Linked DNA regions of Capra hircus: region 1 is linked to region 2. The links are chromatin contacts, called in public Hi-C maps. All regions are on one chromosome and are shown on one strand. The core of a region is the stretch at or near the end of the contact, and the rest is flanking DNA. Distances in the headings are between cores, read along the strand shown.

What was found. Hi-C and Micro-C count contacts between places; a contact is called where the count stands out from the background.
Region 1: a Hi-C map of blood shows a contact between it and region 2, with 4 times the contacts expected there. The contact joins two enhancer-like sites. A contact is called at or near these places in 3 of 5 Hi-C or Micro-C datasets (all in blood).

What each region holds. Positions count from the first base shown.
Region 1 is chr6:59,886,038-59,892,564 of ARS1.2, reverse strand. No RefSeq gene overlaps it. Among named protein-coding and RNA genes, the nearest start is that of CHRNA9, 18 kb to the left of the region's middle. Within about 2 kb of position 1,679, at least 2 of the 5 cell types and tissues checked have an H3K27ac peak or open chromatin away from gene starts, as enhancers often do.
Region 2 is chr6:59,771,931-59,778,552 of ARS1.2, reverse strand. No RefSeq gene overlaps it. Among named protein-coding and RNA genes, the nearest start is that of RHOH, 22 kb to the left of the region's middle. Within about 2 kb of position 4,337, at least 1 of the 5 cell types and tissues checked has an H3K27ac peak or open chromatin away from gene starts, as enhancers often do.

The sequences.
Region 1 (6,527 bases), core at 430-2,929, 120 kb before region 2:
GGCAGTAAAAAGTCAATTAATTAGGTGTTTTGATAAGAATGTTTTCAGATAAAAATTAAAATCATTTGCTAATTTCCTAGTACCAATGAGCCCTGGGAGGTTATGTTTTGACCAGAACTCTGCTGCTAAAATCATTCTTCCTGCAGATATTTACTGAATGCTGGGCACAGTTTAGTGAAGAATGAATAAATTACTTCTTCCTTCAAGATGCTTATGGACTTCTTGGAGGAAAAGACAAACCTCTAAGGGAAAGTGAATAATAGTAAAAGAGTTAAACAAGTAATATAAGAAGAATATGCCTTGAAGGGGTGACTCGCTGCTAAATGAGAAGTTCAGACAATGAAGAAGACGTTGGCCTCCAGGCTGGATTGACTCAGAGGACAGAGACAGTGGGGTTTTCACCTGACAGGTTGGACCAGCCAGAGGGCATGAGGTGGCAGGAGGGGGCATCATGGTAGAAAGAAAAGAACAGATCCTTTGGAACTCGTAGTTTGAGTTCCTCTTCTGCCATTTATTAGCTACACAGCTTGGGCATTTTTTAACTTCTCTACACTTCCGTTTCCTCACTGGAAAAACAGGGGTAATGTTATCTACCTCATGGGTTCCATACATCATTCAGGACTACAGACGTTTTGCACAAACACGTGTGCTAAGTCCTGGAGTACAAAGATGGCAAGAGAAGGGTCTTGCCCTTGAAGCCTATCACATGAGGTGTGTGCTCATATGCTCAGTATTGTCCGAGTCTTTGCGACTCCATGGAGAGCAGTCTGTCAGACTCCTCTGTCCATGGGATTCTCCTGGGAAGAGTGCTGCCAAGTGGTTGCCAAGCCCTCCTCCAGGGGGTCTTCCAGACCCAGGGATGGAGCCCACATCTCCAGCGGCTCCTGCATTGGCAGGCGGATTCTTTATCACTGAGCGTCTCTTATGTCTGTTGCATTGCAGGTGGATTCTTTACCACTAGCACCACCTGGGAAGCCCACATGAGGTGGGGCAGGAAAATATATTAGTCCCCCTTTTCCTTTTCCCTCTAGGCATCTGCCACTTTAAAGGACAGGTGGCCAGATCCAGTGGCCCATGACTGGGGGGAATTCAGGACATGAGTTCACAAGTTTGGAGACAGAATAGGCTCCTTACTTCACATCCTCTGTGGAGGATTCCTGCCCTCCGGTTCCTCCTTCTATTAGGAATTGGATCTGTAACTCCTGAGGCCAGATCTCCCGATCTGAAGCTTCCCCCTTGACTCTGATGAGGTCTAGAGGGAGCCGAGGTCAGAGGCAGTAACCCTCAGTCAACTGCTATCATTGCTCCAAATGCTTTTCGTGCTGTGTGCTCAGTCGTGTCCGATTCCTTGAGACCCCATGGACTGTAGCCCTCCAGGTTCCCCTAGGGAAATCCTAGGATTTCCCAGGAAAGAATACTAGAGTGGGTTGCCATTTCCTTTTCCAAGGGATCTCTCCCACCCAGGGATGGAACCTGTGTCTCCTGCATGGTCAGGGAGATTCTGTATCTTTGAGCCCCCTGGGAGGCCCCGCCTGCTGTTTACCTCCTTACTTAATTTTTGTAATTACAAAAGACCACCACCAGGGGGTGTAGGAGCAAGTAGCTGAGCCCATCTACCAAGCAGAACGCTTTTTGTTTTCTTGCTGAAAAAATGTAGTTGAGGTCCACAAGCCTACCTTGTGGGTTGAGAACAACACCTTCTGCACCTTGTACAAACCCTTTGTAAAGAACATGGCTCCCTTAAGGCTCAAAATCATTTTTGACTAAGCCCATCCTCCACAGCCCATCAGGCTGGGCCAAGGGTTTCTAGGCTCCGATTCCAGTTTTCAATGTTTCTTCTGATTAAAAGCCCTTTGGCTCAGCAGGATTGTCTATAATGATAGTAAATGGCTCACATGATGATGAGGCAGTCTTGTCACGTCTTGAATTGCAATCTGTCTTGAATCCAAAGCCATCCACCTCGGTTATTGGTTTTGGCCCCTGTCTCCCCACCCCAATTTCCCATACCACTTGCAGAGACTTGAATAGCTGTCCTACTCTGCCTCCCTATGGCAATCCTCATTAAAATCAAGCACTCGTCGGCCAGGAAAAAAAAAAAAACCACAGGGTCCCTATGTGTCTCTGAGGTCATAGAAACTCAAGCCTCCATGACAAGGCTTGTTTTTTCCTCACAGGAGTCTGCTTTCGCAAGGGTTCATCTTTGAGGTCCATTTTCTTTGAGACACTCACGCACACTCCAGCAACAATGGAAAGGAACATGATTTCCCAAGCAGGTTGCCTAGAAACCACTCCTGTGTTTCTGAAACTAATTTAAACATAAAAATTCAGCTCCTGACTCATGCCAAGAATGCATGTAATAGTTTTCTCAGTATTTTACTTTCCTTTTTTCTCACATTACAAAATAATGCCTACTCATTGCACAAAAAAATTGAAAAGAATGTGAAAATACAAAGGTCCAGAAAGAAAAAAATCCCCCATAATCTTACTATCAGAGGCAATGACTATTGTCATTTGGAAATGTTTTCTTCCAGGCTATTTTTCTCCCGATGCATTTTTTACCTCATGATATTAATATTGAATTTACATGGAGCTTGCTTTTTCCATTGGTAGAGTGTCAGCATTTCCCCATCTGGCTAAAATTTTCAGAAAATTGATTTTGTAAATGACTGCATTATCAGTTCAGTTCAGTCACTCAGTTGTGTCCGACTCTTTGTGACCCCATGAATTGCAGCATTCCAGGCCTCCCTTTCCACCAACTCCCGGAGTTTACTCAAACTCATATCCATTGAGTCAGTGATGCCATCCAACCATCTTATCCTCTGTCATCCTCCTCTCCTCCTGCCTTCAATCTTTCCCAGCATCAGGGTCTTTACCAATGAGTCAGTGCTTCGTATCAGGTGGCCAAAGTATTGGAGTTTCAGCTTCAGCAACAGTCCTTCCAATGAATATTCAGGACTGATTTCCTTTAGGATCGACTGGTTGGATCTCCTTGCAGTCCAAGGGATTCCCAAGAGTCTTAGTCCATTTTCCATTATTTACTTAACCATTCTCTTCATGCTGGACATTTAGGTTATTTCCAGTCTTACAGCATAATAATAAATGCTGTCATGATGATGTTGGTACAAACATTTACTATATATTTCCTCAGGATAAAAATCATAAAAAGGATTTCAAAAGTCCTGATCATTTAAAAATCATCTTTTAAAATATTGAACTATTTATGATTTTTGGGGGGAGGCCATGTTGTGTGGCTTGTGGGGCCCCAGCCCCCTGGACCAGAGATTAAACCCAGGCCCTCAGCCATGAAAGCACCAAGTCCCAGCCACTTGACTGCCAGGCAATTCCCTGTTCATGTAGTATTTAAACAGGACATTAAAAAGTAAATTTCCCTCTCTTGTCTATCTAGTACCACTTCCTAGAGTAACCACTGCTATCAGAAATTTTCTATGAATATAGAAGTATATGTATATATTTGTTTATTTGACATTATACATTGTTCTACGACTTGTTTTACTTACTGTATCTTAGACATCTTTCTACATCAACCTAAATTGATCTGTTCTTTGTAGGAGTTGCATAATATTTCATTTGGTGACATACCATCACTTATTTGCATGGACAGAACTTCTTAGTGCACTCGCTGCATGTTGAGGGAGTTGGGCTCCCAGCGGGGGGTCTGAATCGACACTACTCCACTCACACCACACTTTCACTGGGAGAGGGAACAACTGGTGACAGAAAGCACCAGCTTTACCCCTGGAATTAGTATTATGGTCTATGGAAGTCTCCAGGCTTTTCCTCTTCTGTTTGCTTTTTGTTTTAAACCTAAAGTTGACACTTTTACTAATCCCTCTCCTATTTCCCCTACTCCACAGCGCCTGGCCACCACAATTCTAGCCTCTTTCTGAATCAACTTTCTTTATTTGATTCCATATATAAGTGATACCATGTGGTATGTGTCTTTGTCTGGCTTATTTCACTTAGCATAATACCTTCCAGATTCATCCACATGAATCTGAAATAGCAAGATTTTCTTCTTTTCAAAGGTTGAATAATATAATTATCCATACACACACACACACACACATACACACGGAACTTCCCAAGCGGTTCAGTGGTAAAGAATCCACCTGCCTGCCAATGCAGGAGCCACAGGAGGTGCAGGTTCAGTCCCTGGGTCAGGAAGATGCCCTGGAGGAGGAAATGGCAATTCACTCCAGTACTCTTGCCTGGAAAATTCCATGCTGCAGTCCATGGGGTTGCAAAGGGTCAGATATGACTGTGCACACATCTGATATATATACATATATATCACATTTTCTTTATCCGCTCATCCATCAGTGGACACTTAGGTTGTCTCCATAATTTGGCTATTGCTAATAAAAGACGCTTACTCCTTAGAAGAAAAGTTATGACCAACCTAGATAGCATATTCAGAAGCAGAGACATTACTTTGCCAACAAAGGTCCGTCTAGTCAAGGCTATGATTTTTCCAGTGGTCATGTATGGATGTGAAAGTTGGACTGTGAAAAAAGCTGAGCGCCGAAGAATTGATGCTTTTGAAGTGTGGTGTTGGAGAAGACTCTTGAGAGTCGCTTGGACTGCAAGGAGATCCAACCAGTCCATTCTGAAGGAGATCAGTCTTGGGTGTTCTTTGGAAGGTCTGATGCTAAAGCTGAAACTCCAATACTTTGGTCACCTCATGCTCTTCATTGATTCATTGGAAAAGACTCATGCTGGGAGGGATTGGGGGCAGGAGGAGAAGGGGACAACAGAGAATGAGATGGCTGGATGGCATCACCAACTCAATGGACATGAGTTTGGGTGAACTCTGGGAGTTGGTGATGAACAGGGAAGCCTGGCATGCTGCAACTCATGGGGTCCCAAAGAGTCGGACACAACTGAGCGACTGAACTGAACTGAACTGAATAATACTGCAGTGAACATGGGAGTTCAGCTATCTCTTTGAGGTTATGATGTCATTTTCTTTGGATATATATACCCAGAAGTAGGATTGCTAAATCATGCATAGTTCTATTTTGCATTTTTTGAGGAACCTCCATGCTCTTTTCCATAGTGACTGCACTAGTTTATATTCCTACCAACAGGGCAAAAGGGTTCCCTTTTCTCCATATCCACTCCAGTATTTATCTATTGTCTTTTCGAAATAACTTTCTGACAGGTGTGTAGTGATATCGCGCTGTGGGCTTTGATTTGCATTTCCCTGATGATAAGTGAAGCTGAGCACATTTTCATGTAGCTGCTGGCCATTTGTAAGCGTTCTTTAAAAAAATGTCTATTCAGGTCTTTTGTCCATTTTTAAATTGGATTGTTTGTTTCTTTGCTGTTGAGTTGTATGAGTTTTTGGTATATTTTGGATGTTAACCCATTGCCTGGTTGATTATTTGTAAGGAAGTTAAGCAATGACGGCTTATGTTTTTCTCCCTCTAGGTGGGGGAGGAGGTGGTTTTTCAAACATAGTGTGTCTTAGCAACTGAAAGGAACCCTAAAAGGGCCCCTTTCTGGTCTGTGGCTAATCCAGGTGCCTTGGGATCCCCATTTCCTCGAGATTAGCATGCTCACAGCACAGCACTGTACCCTCTTTATCAATTGGCTGCAAGTACTTCCTGTCCCAGCGGTTTGAGTTGGGCGATTGCAGCCGCTACGACCGGATATAAACAGAATCTTTACAACCGTGAGGTTCCTTCTCAGTCACTTTAGCCCTCTTACTTCCAAATCTCAATGGAAAAATAAAGTGGGCCTCCTGGCCACCAACCCCATTTCTAGCCAGTTCCTGCAGGAAGAAGTCCTGTGGTAGGCTGGCAAGGCTAAAAGGATACCTGGTGGCCAGGGACTGGTAATCTATGCTTAATTACCTGCGGCATTTAATGGCCACAGAGAAAAGGAAAAAGCATATTTATTTTCTATTTAACTGCTTGATCTTACAGACGCCAAGACAGTTACATAAAGTCATAATGTTAGAGCAGGAAGGGACCCTGGAGATCAAATTATGTAACCTTATTTTAGAAACGCTGAGGTCCCGGAATGTTACACTTCTCCCTCAAGGCCAGTGACACTGGCTAGCACAAAGCTGGAACTAGCATCCTGGCTGTGACCTAAAGCATTATCCCAGCACTAGCAGCATTTTCACAACGGCAGAAAAAAGTATGAGAGCCTGATTCTAGTCCTGGATTCCTACTTGCGTCTGAACATTTCACAATTCCAGAAATAGGCTTGTGGAAGAGAAGTAATTGCCTCCAAAACCCATTCTCCCATTCTTCAGTAATAAAATATCAAATGTTAGCAGGGCACAGGCAGCTCAGGGGGAAAAAATATCACATTTCCTAGTATGCTGTACAATGAATTCACTTCCAAGTCCTGGCCAGAAGATTGAAAGGAAGGTAGTGAGTGCTTTAAAGAGCTAGAGAGTACCCTTCATGCGACCTGACTTCCTGACCAGTAACTAGATGCTGACCCAAGGTCTGGAGCTGGAGTGGCCATCTTGAGCCACAGGGTGGAAGCCAAAC
Region 2 (6,622 bases), core at 3,088-5,587:
AATAAAAACATTTAGCTGTGGCAATTTTATTTGAATTTCAAAGGACAGGGTGACCCCAACAGACATCTAGGCTACATGTGATTTATAAAAGTAAAACCTGCTCTCACACACACAAAAAAGACCTGTGTGCGGACTGGAAAAAAAACTAATAGAACTATAAGTAACCTTGAGGTGAGCCAAGATCCCACACAATACAAATGAGAGCTCAGATGACAGACAGAGATAATTTGTCTGACATTAAAAAGTCAGATATCTCCACACTAAGTCTGTGCTCTAGTTGAGCAAGAAGTCTTAAGAAGCAAAGCAAGGAACAACTATGGGCTTTCCGTCCCTTCCTTCTCTCTGCATGACAGCAGATCACCTAAAAGTCCCCAATGGACCTAGGAAACCATTTCCTTTCATAAGCACCCTAAGTCCATACTGTGCAAATTCTGTTTTCAAAGTTGAGCTTCAGTTGGTCACTGCCCCAGGACTCCTCCTCCCCTCCTGGAGAAAAATCCTAGAAGACAGAACACTGCCTGTTGGTGACATCTACTCTGACTTCAAAGTTTAGATGCAAACACAAGGAGCTTGAATAATTAAAGTAAATTCGGTGGAAAAAGGCATGTCACAGTTAATGGGGCCATTATTATAGTGCCTCTTGTCATATTTTCTCTCCAGTCACCACAGAGTGATCTCATTGCCTTAATCCTGCAGTTAAGGAGCTCAGGGTAGGCTCTGCCTACCAGAACCCTCACCTTGAGAGGGTTTTATTGTTGAAATTATACACTCTCCACTCCTGGGAAGATAAACAAGATCTAATTGTCCAAAAAACAGGACAACATATTATGCTAAGTAATCCATATTACAGAATATGTTTATAACCATTCTCATGACTTTTAATGACGTTAAAAAAAGATGCATGGTTTCCCACTGTAAAATGCAGGATACAAAAATATATGCAAGGTGTGATTTCAACTATTTAAATATTTATTTTATATACACAGCAGAAAGTTGGAAGAAGAAAATCACCAAAATGCTAGCAGATCTTTGTTTTGAATAGGATTAATGGAGAGTTTTAAAATTATTTTTTTAATTATAATTTTTTGTTGTTGTAAAATATTTTTTCAACTTTATTGAAATATAATTTACATACAAGATGCGCCCATTTTATTTTATTTTATTGCTTAAAATTTTTTAAATTGTCTATCAGGTGAGTTTGACAGAAGTATTGTTAACTTTGTGAGAAAAACATGCTAGTAATATCTGGTGGCTCATAGCCAACTTTCAGTGATTATAGTCTCTTCATATAATTATTCATGGTAATCCCTTTTATATAAGCATCTTAAAAACCTGCTTCTGTCACTAACCAAGCCTGACCAGTTAGAAGAGTTTTAAAAGGACAACAAATCTTTTTAAATTACAGAAGTAATACACATCTGTGAAAAATTCAAACAAGATGAACCCATTTTAAATGTGTAATCTCAGTGAGTTCTGACAGGTATCTACGTCTGTGTAATCACCTCTGCAGTCAATATGAAGAATGTTTCTGTCACCCTCCCCAAATCTCCCTCTGCCCATTGCAATCATCTCTCTCCACCCAACCCCAGACATCCAGTGATCAGATTTCACTGCAGATCAGTTTTGCCTCCTGTAGAGCTTCATATAAATGGAATCATATGGTATGTATCCTGTGTATGGCTTCTTTAATTCAGTGTTATGTTTTTGATATCCATCCATGTTTCTGTGTATATCAATAGTTCATCCCTTCTGTTGTGGGGTAGTATTTCATTGTTGAATATACCACAGTTTATCCATTCACCTGTTGATGGACATTTGTTTCCACCTTCCAGTTTTAAACATTCCCATACAAGTCTTCGTGGATATGTATGCACTTTCCTTGGACAGATAACCTGGAATGAAATCTTATAGATTCAATGTAATCCCTATCAAGCTATCAGCAGTATTTTTCACAGAGCTAGAACAAATAATTTCACAATTTGTATGGAAATACAAAAAACCTCAAATAGCCAAAGCAATCTAATTATAATTTAAAGTGAGAAACTTTACAAGAACTCTACAAACATAAGTTCATTTGCTTGTTTTTGGCTGTGCTAGGGCTTTCTCTAGTTGTGGCGAACAGGGGCTACTCTTCGTTGTGGTGTGAGGGCTGCTCCGTGCAGTGGCTTCCCTTCTCGGGGAGCGCAGGCTCTAGGGCATGCGGGCTTTAGTAGCTGTGGTACTCGGGCTCTAGAGCACAGGCTTAGTAGTTGTAGTACCCAGGTTTTGTTGCTCCTCAGCATGTAGAATCTTCTCAGACCAGGAACTGAACTTGTCCCCTGCACTGGCAGGTGAATTCTTAACCACTGGACCACTAGGAAAGTCCTTTTAATTTTTTTAGTTTCTTTCTCACAAGTTTCATTGCTTTTATAATCATAAATAAATCAAGAACAGTTTATGTGTAAAATTTCAAATCTATACCTTCCATTTCTTGAAATTAGTTCTGGGAAAAAGAAAAGGAAGATGAGGCGAGGGGAGGAAGTTACAACACAGAGAAAAGGAAATATTGTTGGTTTGCTAATAGGAATGATATTCAGAGTATTTAACTGGAGTCCAGCCCAGGCACCATGCAGTGAGAACCCAATTTGACAGTAACTAACTGATCCACTCATACTGATGTATTCTCACTAAAGTAGCCTGATTTCAGGCTACTTTACAAGGCAAGGTGTTATTGGGAATATTCTGACCATCATGTTATTTGTATACATTTTCTCCTTGAACAGAGCACATTTAGCTCCAGCTCCATCTGCAAAACCCCGCTTAGGTGTTCCATCTTCCATGAACCCTTTTAAGGTTGTCCTGGAGTAAATTTATGCTTCTCTGTAGCCTTTCCCCATAGTATTTATCACAATAGTGGTGCCCCGTAGTATAGCAATTCTGTGTACTACTCTCTTTTCTTATTCCATATCTCCACAGTGCCTAACATGGTAGAGATCATCACATTGAGTCCTCATCCAGCTACTTTCTAAGCAAGGACCCTTTGTTGTCATAGGGTACCTTCCAAAGAGGTCCCAGAGTTACGGCAGCCAACTTCATCTTGCAATTTGGGGTTGTGGACTTGTTCACACCCAGGATCTGAGCAATCTACTGAGGTGGGATAACAGACAGGTTTGCTAAACTGCCCTCTCCTCTGAGAAGATGAGGGGCTCATGGGGAAGTTGGCCTGATTGCAAGGGATGCCCTCTACTGATGGTGAGAGCAGAACTAGATATATGTAGCAACTGGGGTGGGGAGTGGGGAAGAAAATAGACAACATCAGGGAAGTATCAACTGTACCTATTCCCAGAGATATGTACAGGGTGAACTTGGTGGTGCTTTTGCAAAAAGACAAAAAAATTCTTAGCTTTGAAATATCATAGATTCAACATAATCATTTTTTTCATTTTGTCATCAAACATCAATACCCACTATGGATGTTGGGAGATTATAATATATATTGTGGAGAAGGTTGTGTTGAAATGGTCACTCTCACAGACTTAAACAAACATAGCTGAACTGAATTGATCTAAACTCAATAGTTTGCTAGGGCTCCCATAACAAAGGACCATAGACTGAGTGGCTTAAACAACAGAAGTTTATCCTCTCAAGGTCTGGAGGCCAGAAGTCCAAAATCTAGGTGTCAGCAGGGTTGATTTCTTCTGAGGCTGCCCCTCTCCTCTTGATTACAGAGGGCCCTCTCCTCCCTGTGTTTCTTTACATTACATTCCCTCTGCATATCTCTGTGTCCAACTTCCTCTCCAAAGAATCCCATTTTAACTCAGTTACCTCTGTAAAAACACCACCTCCAAATACAATCACACTGTGCGATACTGGGGCTTAGAACTTAAATGTGTGAATCTTGGGAGAATACTATTCAACCCGTAATACCCAGCCACATCTTAGGCGACAATCCAGAGATAAACTCAAACGCCATCAGATAGCCTTGATGGTCTGTCAGGAGGTCGGACCCCTGCGTTTGCAGTGCCTTCATTATCTCTGCTCCTTGCTCTTAATATAAACTTACTTCCTTCTGAAATGCTCTGTGTCTGGAATTCTTTTCCAACCCAGGCTTGGACTGCCTCTCTGGCTGTGTTGCATGGGGACTAGCACCCAGACTAGAGGCAAAGATAGCAGGGACCCCAATCACAGCAGCAGTAGGTAAAGTACAAGATGCACTCTCATCTTGCCAGAGGGCTAGCAGCCTTCTCATGCAACTTAAATCCTATTTTCCTGGCTCTTTTCCCTGGCAGCAGAGAAAGGCCCACAGCAAACAAGGACAATGTAGCATGCTCTGACACTTCATTTTGGAGGGCTTTGCCAGGGTCAGAAGACAGACTGAGAAAAGTGGAAGCCCAGTCCTTTATGTATGCAGCTCAGCAAGACAGGCCAACATATCCAGATGCCTCTGCCAAACCCCAGCGTAAATGAGAAAATCATTAAATTGTACACCAAGTAAAATATGCCAGTCTGAGTCCACTGAAATAGGAAAGCTGAATCCTCAAACAAGTTCCAAAAAACAATTAAATCTCTCAATTGTCAACATGGAAAATACGTATTTTACATTATTTGTGTGGAGTCCTACCTCTAGGCCACAGGTGCTAGGGCCTTGAACCAAGGCCACAGACCAGAACCAAGGTCACCTCCAAAACTGACTAAGCCCCCTTTGTAACCTTGCCAAAAGTCCCCCTGATCCTTCCCGGCCAGCTTTCTGACCCCATATTAGGCAAAAATGCCCACCCAGCACTCACCTTACAGTGCCCTAACCAACCTTCCAGGAGTTTTCTGTCTTGAGGCTATAAAAATTGGCCAGGAAAAGCGTCTGCTCTGCCTGGTCTGTCAGGAGGTCAGACCCCTGCATTTGCAGTGCCTTCATTATCTCTGCTCCTTGCTCTTACTATAAACTTACTCCCTTCTGAAATGCTCTGTGTCTGGAATTCTTTTCCAACCCAGGCTCGGACTGCCATGACAACCTGTTTCTTAGTTTCAATCCCTTTCCAAACACCAAAGAGGAACCAAAGTAGGAAAGACATCATTGAACAAAAGGAGAATATCTGAAATACAGTTGTACTGTGTTAAATGACCCATGACACATTAACTCAATCATTTAAGTTAATGCATAACTCAATATAGCTATTGAACAGGAAATGATCTCATTGGTAGCATCTAGCCAAAAAGATACAGCTGAAAATATATAGAGCATCAGAACATAAAAAATGGATGAGGTCTGCTGAGCTCCTTATTAGAATTTCAGTTCAGTTCAGTTCAGTTGCTCAGGTGTGTCCAACTCTTTGCAACCCCATGGACTGCAGTACACCAGTCTTCCCTGTTCATCACCAACTCCTGGAGCCTACTCAAACTCATGTCCATCGATTCGGTGATGCCATCCAACCATCTTATCCTCTGTCATCTCCTTCTCCTCCTGCCTTCAATCTTTCCCAGCATCAGGGTCTTTTCCAATAAGTCAGTTCTTCGCATCAGGTAGCCAAAGTATTGGAGTTTCAGCTTCAGCAACAATCCCGCCAATGAATATTCAGGACTACATAGTTCATTTATATTGGGATGGTATATCTAAGTGTGTTCATTGAGTAAGATTAGAGTGAAGACTCCAAGTAATCTAGTTGCTAAAATGTGGTATAAAAAAGTTACAGGGGTTCCCTTTAAATCTCAAACCTATCTGATTAGTGTTCTGAGCCTCCCCAAAAGTAGAAAACAAAGGAAAAATACATAAAGCATTATTTACCAGCATGCTCTTGATGAAACCATGTAGGATTCATGGGCTAAATTCTGACCCCTAGTGGTAAAGTTTTAATAGGGTCCTCAAATATACCATACTCGATTTTGAATTACTGCTACCATTGTGGAGAGAAACCGTCTTTAAAGGATTAAGAGGAAGACTGTCACCCACAATCTCAGGCACTGGCCTCTTTGACTCTAGGTCATTCAGTATGTTAGCAAACTCCTTGGCTGACTTATATTTCAACACTGATTTCAGCCTCATGCAAACAAGCATTACCCAAGAACTCCAGACAAAGCAATAGTCCTTCAGTTTATTTTCAGAGTCTTTTCCTCTCCCCAACCACTTCAGAGTACTAGTGATTAGTAGAAAACCCAAAAACAAGCACGCAGAGGAAGGAAAGAAAGATGTAGATATTTAATAACCATGTAAGTGCTGACAAGTGCAGACATAACACTAAATAAGGTGTTTCTAAGAATAGAAAGCAATAATGATACTCCAAGGGGATGATAACATTTAAACATCAGAAAGTAATTCTTCCACTATCATTTATAACCAATTAAATATAAACTTTTTGAAACCATAAAGTGGATCTAACTATTAAAACATTGGTCCTATAGGTCAAAAATTATATTGACACAATATTCTTATTAAAATAATAGAGCAAATATAAAATTTGAGAAGAAACTTCTTTTTCAAGAAAACCCAAACTATATTCCCTTAAGACAACAGGGTGATCACTTTGACTCAAGCCTATTTCTGTTAGTATAGGCAATAAAATGGCAAATCCCTCAATCTTAATTATGAGTTCCATAGAACCAGTGCTGCTTGAGAAGCTCATGGCATCTAGTCTATATCACAGTTCCTTCC